2 separate regions of the Mus musculus genome follow, and region 2 is linked to region 1. Evidence: chromatin contacts called from public promoter capture Hi-C data. All regions are on one chromosome and are shown on one strand. The core of a region is the stretch at or near the end of the contact, and the rest is flanking DNA. Distances in the headings are between cores, read along the strand shown.

Region 1 (5,029 bases), core at 2,405-4,904:
CTTTCTTTCTTTCTAAACAGGGTTTCTCTGTGTAGCCCTGGCTGTCCTGGAACTCACTCTGTAGACCAGGCTGGCCTCCAACTCAGAAATCCGCCTGCCTCTGCCTCCCTCGTGCTAGGATCAAAGGTGTGCACCACCACTGCCTGGCCCATCTATCTGTAAATAGCCTCTTGACAACATTCTTCTCATTATAGAGAAGGAAAAGCCACATCTGTCATCCTTCTGTCCTGTTCATTACTTACTCCTCGCTGTTTAAGGGTCTGTCTTTGCCTCTAGAGGTTCTTGGAAAACAAATGGAATGAGAGAAAAGGTTCAGAACTGTTATGAAGCTATAAAAAAGCAGTCAATATAACCAAGGTTGTTTCCTCCAGATCTTATCTCATCCCATCTTCCTGTTCTCAATTTGCTGTCTATAGAGCACTGCTTTTTAAATGTCCAAACCATTCCTCAGTATATTCCTTCTGTAGTATCCATAATTAATTACAGAATTACAATGTTTTTAAAAGGTTTATGTTCATGTGTACTAGTATTCTGCCTGAATGTAAGTACATGCACTCTGCATTCTTGGTGTCTGTGGAGGCCAGAAGAGGGTACTAAATCCCCTAAAACTGTAGTTACAGAAGGATGTAAGCCACCATATGAGTGCTGGGAACCAAACTTAAAACGTCTGCAAGAGCAACAAGACCTTTTATCAGCAGAACCATCCTCAAACCCTTGGCTGTTTTCTTTGTTTCAAGTTACGGTTTCCAATACACAGATTTTCTAGATACTGTTTTTATCTTCTCTTTAACTACCTAGGCAACGATATTTCCTTATGATTCCACATTCTTTAAATTCCTCAGAACCACTAGGTAGTTAAACTGGGCATGGTGGTGTACATAATTAACTATATGTGTCCTTAGGGAATAGAAGTCTAAGACCAGTCTAGACTCTTGTTGAAAACTAGGGGCTAGACAAAGGTCAATAATAGATTCCTAGCACTGAGAGAGGAAAAAAAGGAAAAAGTCCCACTGGTTAATAATGGGATTGAGACTTAGCACAGTAGAAGATGGCTTCCCTTTTATGTAGAAGTACTAGGTTCATTTCCCAGAACCAGGAACACACAAACAGAAACAGAATACACAGAATATAGTTATGTTATTACCAAATTACAGAAACCTCAAAACTAGTAATGTGGTTATGTGTAAGCATTAAAATTAAAAACTCTTTAACTTAAAATGTTTTAGACTAAATCATAAGTCAACTATGGATAGAAATTAATTAAAGTAAGCTATTTTAGAATCTTCTGGAGAACAAAGTTCAAATTCCAGTTATACCAAAAATAAATAAATAAAAAGAAAAAAAAATCACACCAGCTTACATAAAGGTTTAACTAATAATAAAGTCAACTGTTATCTCTACCATGGTCACTGGCCGGCTATTCTGGGCCTCAGCAATGTTCATCTCTACTGTTCCTAGTTTGCACAGACAGTCTTTATTTGCAGTAGGTCCTCAGAATCCTGCCACTTAGCCAATTCCAGAATGCTTATATTAAATACTCTTCCCATTCAGTAGATGGGTAAATGGGGACTACTTGTGAAATAAAGGTGGAAAAAGATTGAAAAGCAAGAAAACATTCACCAAAACACAAAAGAAAAAATGTGAACCATATGACCCACATTTTAAAATGTATACTTCTGTGTCAGGCAAATGTCCATGGATCTTTAATTCAGAAATTTTGTGATTCTATCGGTTGCTTTTTTCCTATTCACTAAAGAGTACTGATCAATATGACTGTGTTAATAGGCTGACATAAGGAATACTTGAAAGAAGCACACTTTAATAAAACAGAAAACATACTTAGGTATCTATCATATAAGTTCCCAGTAAAATTTAAAAAGCCAGCTGTAGTGGCACATGCTTGTAATATTAGCACTCGGGAGGGTGAAGCAGGACTGTGTCTCAAGCTGGATATATAGAGCCTTTTAAAAATCCTGTAAACAGAATTCAGAAAAAATTCAAAAGCAAGCAGAAGGACAAACATCAAATGGTTTCTCTTCTAGAAAGAATCTGGAAGGAAAAGAAAAATGTGTGTGTGAACTGTTTAAAGGAAGACGACTAGGAGGTAGATGTAGAGAACAAGGCTGTGTTATGGAAGTGATTGTGAGCAAAGTATGAAAATCTCATAATGGAATCCAATATTGTGTTAATTTGAAAGGGAAATGAAGTAAAATATCTTGTGCATCATTAAAAGTAAAAAATGTATGCAAACAAATGAGAGCTCCCATCTGATGTTTCATCAAAAGCATTCATAAGCATAAAATAAACCTAACAGTATAATAGTTTTAAGTACACTACCTGAAAGGGTAACGATTCCCCTGGGTTGAGGCTGAAACCGCAAGTATTTGTTACAAAAGTCAGCAGATTCAAGAGCCAAAAATAAAACATTGCCCAAAAAGTAGCCAGCTGTTTGGCCCACAGAATTGCATGTCGAAGCATAGCCCACGTTTTCCCGGGATAACATAGTTAATGCCCAACCATCCACAGCGATGTCCTGTGTGGCAGCCAGGAATTCAAACAAGAAGAATGTCACAGTGAGAGCAACTACATCCGGTGTTCTGCCATCAATATTTCCGAGCAAACGGTCCACTTGAGTGGATAAATATATCATGAAGATTCCTAGTGTATACTGAGTAGGGACAAGCCAGGACTTGCGACGACCAAAGTTCTTAAAGTAGACGGCATCAACCAAGGGAGCCCAGAGCAACTTAAGACTGAATGGCCAGAAGACAAAACTGAAGAAAGCCTGATCTGTATAGCTAACATTTTTGCTTTGCAAAATGAGGGGGATGCTCCCCGCCAGGCCTAAGGGAATGCCCTGAAGCACGTAAAGAAAGAGTAGTAACAAAATGCTACTTAGTTCGGATCTATAGCTCCGCGGGGCTTTAGGTAAGTCACCAGGGCCGGCATCACCTAGAAGAACTTCCCGGTCCCCCTCCCCGCCCACCGAGTCTCGGCGACTGTCATCCCAGCCGCCCGGTGGCAGCGGGCCACTCTTCATATCCAGAGCGTGGCTAAACATGCCTGACCGCCGCTGCCGACTGCTGTCCTTGTGGGAGATGGTCGGTGACATATCAGAGACGACGCAGAGCCCGGTGTGTGGGGGCCTGAGGCTGGCGTTTTGATCAGTCTAGTCCCAGGTCCAAGGCAGTCTCTCTGGACCCGGGTCACGGTGGTTCAACGCCGGGAGGGCGGACGCGGAGAGACTGGTCGCTGTTTTGCAGCAGGGAGCCAGATCCCTGGCAGGTGGCCCAGGCGAAGCCTGGGTCGCTGCCCACAGGAGCGACTTCAGGGAGCCGGCAAGAGCTCCCCGTGCAGCCGCACCCGGCTTGAGGCTGGCGGAGCGTGCCGTGGCGCTGCGACGGAGTCTGGCTCTTAACTGCAGCGGGGACTCGAACGCTCTCTTGCCCGTCCACCAGCTGACACTGCAGCGGGCACCCTCCTCAGTAGACACCAGAGGTAAAGGATAACTTCCTGCCTCGCGCTTCGGGAAGTGGTTCCCTGCCAAAATGGGTTCCGTGCCTCCCGACGGAGCCAGCGAATCAGAACAAGTTCCGGTGGCGGCGACCGCGAGCAACGTTTGCTAGGAACCATTAATTCCCTCGATTCTAACCCCGAGGGAGGAATAACGCCAGCGTACCGAGCGTCCAGGACGGAACGTCTTAACAAACCCGGTTCCGTTTGCGCATGCGCTTGCATGGAACTCGTGTGCCTCGGCCATTGGGCCCTCGTCGCCACGTGAGCGCGGGTTTTCTGGATTGGCCTAGGCCTTGGTGATAACATTGCACAAGGTCTGTAGGCGAGTTTGTACTTATTTAATTCAGTACATAACTTCCAGGCTTGTAGTTGGGTAATAATGCTGCTTTGTGAACCTGCAGTTACTAAGCTTTGGTGTCAGGTTGTGGGTCCTTTATGCCCGACTAAATGGAAACACTCCTACCTAATACACAGAACGAATAAGGCTGTCCATTTCCCCCAATGTCAAGGAAGAAATGTAGGGGAACGCTAGATACACAGAGTGAAGGAGGTAAATTTCAGTCTGCTGCATCTTATTTTTTTGCCAATGGAAACGTCTCGAAACCACCTTTCTCCTTTCATGTCATCCATGGTTATGCATTTTAAGTGCATAACGACGCACTTCTTCGAGTTTTGGTGAATCGTTGGAAGCTCTTAGAGCTTGAAATGTTGAGATACTAGATTTAGTATTTCAGTGATAACAAAGAAATAAGTTTTCCAAGAATTTTATTGGATTCATAATTGGCCAGTTTTTCAAATGCCATTTCAAGTGTAATAGTACATGCTTTCTTCATTAAAAACAAAAACAAACCATAAATTCCCTTGTGGATTTGCTGCCTTCCCACTTTTCTGATTTCTACAGCTTATTAACCACTTAGCTAATTTCCCATGTTCTCTTCTCATTTCTCCCTGGGTCCTTCCTTTTCCTCTCCTCCCCCTTCTCTCCAGCTCTTGTATGGTCATAGAAATGTGAGACTTTGCTTATTATTATTATTATTATTATTATTATTATTCGTCTTTCATTTTCATTGTATTGATACTGAGTCCTGGGTTACATAAGCTAGCATATGTACCCAGGCTGGTCTCAAACTTATGGCCATACTCCTGCCTTAACTTCTAGAGTCCTAGGATTCTATACATGAGCCACCACACCTAGTCTGATATACTTCAATGAAAGAACACAGTGACCATGAAGTCTTCTAATCTTTGTTAAAGAGAGGAACAGAGTTGGTTGTGGTGGTGCATGCTTGTAATCCAGACTAGTCTATAAAACGAGTTCCTGGCCATCCATGGATATATAGCAAGTCTCTGTCTCAAAAATTGGAGTGGAAAACAGTTTATAGTGTTATCTATGTGAGACCAAAAGTCTCTATTTTTTTCAACAGGATCTTACTGTATGGTCCTTACTGGCATGAAACTCACTCTGTAGACCGGGCTGGACTTGATCTTACAGAGATCCACCTGCCTCTTACTC
Region 2 (5,029 bases), core at 1,441-3,940, 900 kb after region 1:
AACTGACTCAATTAAAAAATTCTCTCACAGAAATGCCCATGGGCCAATCTAGACAATCGCTGATTGATACTCTCTTCCTAGCTGGTTTTACATCACATTTACAGCACTCATGGCTGCAAGTTATTTGCTTTCAGAGCTTGAAATACATCATCCAATGAGTTCTGGCCTTTAGAGATGCTTTTGAAGATTGACGATGCTCTGACTTGTTTGCCTTTATGGGTGAGGTGGAGTTTTTCCCTTAAAACATTCAGTTATTTGTTTTAAAGTTTTTATACTTATTTATTATTTACTTATTTGTTTATTATGTGTGAGCATACATGTATGTATGTCTATTTATGCACTTACAAGTATATGTATGTATGTGTATGCACTTGCCACGGGACATATGTGACTTGTGAATGCCAGAGAAAACTTTTATTAGAGTTTTTCTTTCTGGGTTGTGAGTTCTAGAGCTCCAAGTAAAACTGCCAGGCTTAATGGCAAACACCCTGAACCACTGAGTCATCTCACTGGAATAGTTTCTTTGCTTTATATATTTTTTAAATCTTGACTATGACATATCACTGAAAAAGTCTTCTCTATTCATGTGTATTTAGTAAAATATAATAAGTGCCTCCTTATTTGACTGTTCCTTTTTCTGATTGTGAAACTCTATGCTATACCTATTTGATACATATTGAACAAATTGCCTCTGACTGTCTGCCGACCTCAGTTCTTTCTTCTACCCCATAGAGTCTTAATATTGATCTCTAAGATGCGTCCCAGTGTTCTTAGAATGCTTATTAATATCTTTGTTTTATAGTACAGCACTATGGTAAAGTATATGCAACTGGCAGAAATATTGAAATATAGTAATTGGAAAATGACATATACTGAAGGAAAGGCTCAGCTTTTGCCCTGAATACCCATGACCCTCGAATCATTACCATCTCCCCTTTTGAATCTGAGTCCTGGTTATTGTCCAGGTCTGTTGCCATTTACCCTCTTGACTTATCTATACTTTAGCTCTGTGTCCACTCCTGAGAGTGTAACTTATTCACTCTAGTAAGCTTTCTTGCCTTGGCCTTGGGTAGTTCCTAGAACATCAATGCTTCCCTCTCCTGTGTTTTCTGGCCTTAGGCTGCCAGTGCCTATCCACCTCTCTCCTTCCTTTATAGCTTTGGGAGGGACCTCAACCATACATCAGTCACTATTGGTCACATCTGAGCTGTATCATCCAGCTCCCAACATTCCATAGAGTCTTTCGGTTTAGGAAGGAGAGTTGATATTTTCATGGAGCTCATTGTATAGCATGCTGGCCTCTCATCTATACTCTCTCTTTTCCCAGTCCACCCAATAGTCTCTTCTCCCAGCCTTCTTCACTACAGAATCATAAGTACTCTTAATTCTAGAAAATCAAACCTTCATTTCCCAGTCATGATCTTAGTATGACTGTCTCTTATACAATAAGTTATAACTCAGCCTTCTTGTTGTCTTGGTAAGAGTAGTCCTTGGGTTAGCAAGAGATATCTGCTTGGGTTGGGGGCTGGGACAGAGCAACAAGTCAGGAGAGTAAGGTTAGAAAGGAAAGGTCTGTGGGAACCACAGGAGATATAGGCAGGAAGGAAGGAAGACTGCAGCTGATGTTCTGTCGCAGCACTGTGGATAAGACTGGGCGGTTAGATTTGAAGGGGAGGAGGGCATGGTGAAGGTATTAGTAATCAGGCACCTCCACAGACAGCCCTAGAGGGTCAGATACAATAGGACACATAACCACTAGCTGTTAAGAGGCAACACATTAGCCAATAAGTTTGAACTGTAACCTTGCTAATGTAACCTGTGCCCCTAAAAAATTGTATAAAAATTGCGTGTAATTTCCATTTAGAGTAGCCTTCTAGTCTCTTACATTGAGAGACTAGCTGAAGGTCGACCCCCACCCCCTGGGAAATAAATCTCTTGCTTTTGCATCTGGAGAGAGAGAGAGAGAGAGAGAGAGAGAGAGAGAGAGAGAGAGAGAGAGAGAGAGAGAGAACATTCCCACTATCGCCTCCTGTGACATATGCTTCTCTTGAGCATGCACTATGTCCCCCGATAATAAGTCCCATTCTTCTTCCTTACTCCCTCCTCTCCTCCACCCAGAGATGGCCTCTGTATCCCTTCACCCCTCCCTTAAGAAACCTTCCACACGAGACCTGTTGCTTGGTGTGACTTTATGGATTCTGCACATAGAACAGAAGGTCTTTACTTGGCTTAACTGTCTCACCTGTTTCCCTGACCTACTCAGCTGTGTGTTCACAGAGACTGCCTGCTGGTGTTCAAAACTGAGATATGGGGGTGGGGAAGAAATCACCACCAAGACCTATAATCATCCCAATTTCAGTTCCCTAGGCACTAGCATAAAAACATAGTAACAGGCAATATATATCCATTAGAGCCTAACTACCACAGCAGGCTATCCATCTTGTGGATTGGGGATGGAGTCAGATAGTAAAAGGAGACCATAGCAGGTTTTTGCTACATAACTGGGGCACACTCAGGTGTTAAATTTGGGGGAGCTATAAAATGTGTGTGTCCTCCTTCAGCCTACTTGTTGCCTTGGCTGCCATGTTTAGGGGCTGGGAAAAAGCAAGAGCTGTGTTGGGAGGGGGTGTTAGAAGGGAAAGATCAGTGGGATCTAGAGGAGATGGGAGGAGGGGCAGCCTAGAATACTGCCACGGGTTCATCTGCAGACCTGGGGATAAGACTGGAGGACTGAATCTGGGGGAACAAAGGTAGAACTCCCATTTCGTAATGAATAAAGAATGGGATCACTGCTGATAACAGCTGAGAAGGGCTGTGGTCCAGCCTCTGGCATTTGAGTACTAGATGGAAAATTACCTCTGTCCTTCTCTTTGGAAGAGCCCCGTGTGTGTTCCTAAGCCTCGACTTCTCAGAGCTGGTTTCTTCCTCTGTAAAATATGGACAATGTATCTAGGTCAGACAGTAACCATGATTTCATTTGGTAAATTCACATTCTCAGATTCCCCAACCCTGAAAATTTAGTGGAACTCAAAAGAAAAATAGAGAGTTTTAGGAGCAAATTGAGCTACTTTAAAATGCTTAAAAGAATTCCCTTCACTTAAAAAGGGGGGAGGGAGGCTGGAGAGATGGCTCAGTGGTTAAGAGCACTGACTGCTCTTTCAGAGGTCCTAAGCTCAATTCCCAGCAACCACATGGTGGCTCACAACTATCTGTAACTGTAACTGATGCCCTATTCTGGTATGTCTGAAGACAGCTACAGTGTACTCATATACATAAAATAAATAAATAATTCTTTTAAAAAAAACTAAAAAAAAAAAGCTTTACTATTCATCTTTGCCGAGTATCTCCCCCTGGGCATAGTGTTATAAAATGTGAAAAGAGAAACCAGCCAAAGCAGAAGGATTTTATGCATTTCCTAGCACAACGAAGGAAGGAAAAAGGCCTATCTGGGATCTGGGACGATTATTCCAACATAATAGGAGACACCTGCCTCAGACTGGACAGCGGTTTCTTTTGAGAAAAGTAGCCTCAACAGCATTTACCTTTTCCAAAAAGTCACATGACTTTTTGTTGTGATGATCAAGGAGACCAAGGGCAGTTAGCAATTACTGACACACAAATTAAGCTCTCAGTTGCTATTATTTTCAGATGTCCAGGAACATCTGGATCATATTTGTAGTCTCTAAAAAAATAAATACCCTGTGACTAAGCAAGCATTCTGTTCTTAAGGACTAAGTTTACTCTTCTTATAATAAGCAAATCAATTAGCTTAGAAGAAAATGATGTGAACACTTCTTGGTCATTCCAGCCACCATCCATATCCACCTCTTCAGAGGGGATTTTTCATTCACCCTTCACTGCAACGCTCTACTACCCCACTCACCTTATCATTTGAAATTGTAGACAGGAGCCGGTTAATAACCAGATTAATTTCTAATAAATGTGCCACTTGGTGTTTTTTTGCCACCTAATATTGCATATGGCTACCTTGGCATGGGATAACCTAGTCTTATAGGACCACCATGGCATGCAATCCATGATTTGCCAAAAGGACACTATACAGTACATGCCTATAAGAACTGTCTTTATCTGGTTGGTTGGTTATTGCCAGTTTCTTCAACCAGGATTAAAATGCCTTTGCTATAATCATTGCTGTCTCTTTAGGAAGATTCAACAGCTACTCTAGGCAGACAAGTGTATGGTGAAGAAACGAATAAATCCTTAAGAAAATGTTCTTTTCAAAACCACGCTCTGTTTGCATCCCATTGTACAATGGGGATTTCAAACACAATTGATTCAGTCTGTTCTTATCTAAGAGAGACTATGGACTCACAGTTGTCATTCGTTTGCTCATTTGCCATCCAAAGACCTTTTATTTTGTTATACAGGTTAAGCAATACCAAAAGCCATCCTTTTTTCCTTTTCCTTTTCCTTTTCCTTTTCCTTTCCCTTTCCCTTTCCCTTTCCCTTTCCCTTTCCCTTCCCCTTCCCCTTCCCCTTCCCCTTCCCCTTTTCCTTTTCCTTTTCCTTTTCCTTTTCCTTTTCCTGTTCCTTTTCCTTTTCCTAAGTCCAAAATGGACTCTTTCAACAGGTCTACTCTTGGATTTCCTACTCAATATCAGATTAGAGCAGTTCCCTTCTATTTCTCATTTGGTAAGAGTTTGCCAGCATGTGTGAATGTAACTGTAAACAAATACTTTTGCTACACTGGACTGATCATGGGTGAATTCTGTTGGTCTGTATTATCAAATATTACACCATCTCTACACACCTGATGCAATTTGACTAAGCTATGATATTACATATCTTACATTATAAGATATTACATTTTTCATGGCTTATTGGACTTACCTGCTAATATAATGCTTTGTATTTGACATCTGCATTCTTGGGTAAAAGTGCCCAGCAACATCCTCTTCTCATGGTGTTCTTAGTATCTCTTGGTGCATTATAATCAAGCGTATGTTATCTCATAAATTAAAATGGAGTGATATTTTTTGTCTTGAAGGTTTTCACAGAATGAGTGTTG

The links. Promoter capture Hi-C pulls out the DNA fragments that hold promoters and counts their contacts.
Region 2: a contact with region 1 is called in a promoter capture Hi-C map of stem cell-derived epiblast-like cells, with 5 times the contacts expected there. The contact joins the enhancer-like site here to the promoter of Slc33a1 in region 1. A contact is called at or near these places in 11 of 39 promoter capture datasets (the 3T3-L1 cell line, 3T3-L1-derived adipocytes, the C10 cell line and 6 more), 5 of 115 datasets of contacts at active chromatin or transcription factors (embryonic stem cells, forebrain, large pre-B cells and 1 more) and 1 of 9 other capture datasets (embryonic stem cells).

What each region holds. Positions count from the first base shown.
Region 1 is chr3:63,961,079-63,966,107 of GRCm38.p6, forward strand. Slc33a1 (solute carrier family 33 (acetyl-CoA transporter), member 1) reads right to left here and starts at 3,655. Exons shown (of 6, transcript NM_015728.5): 1 at 2,338-3,655. The coding sequence starts at 3,112. It also overlaps a transcript of Gmps not described here.
Region 2 is chr3:64,864,946-64,869,974 of GRCm38.p6, forward strand. No RefSeq gene overlaps it. Among named protein-coding and RNA genes, the nearest start is that of Gm25222, 27 kb to the right of the region's middle. Within about 2 kb of position 2,691, at least 2 of the 459 cell types and tissues checked have an H3K27ac peak or open chromatin away from gene starts, as enhancers often do.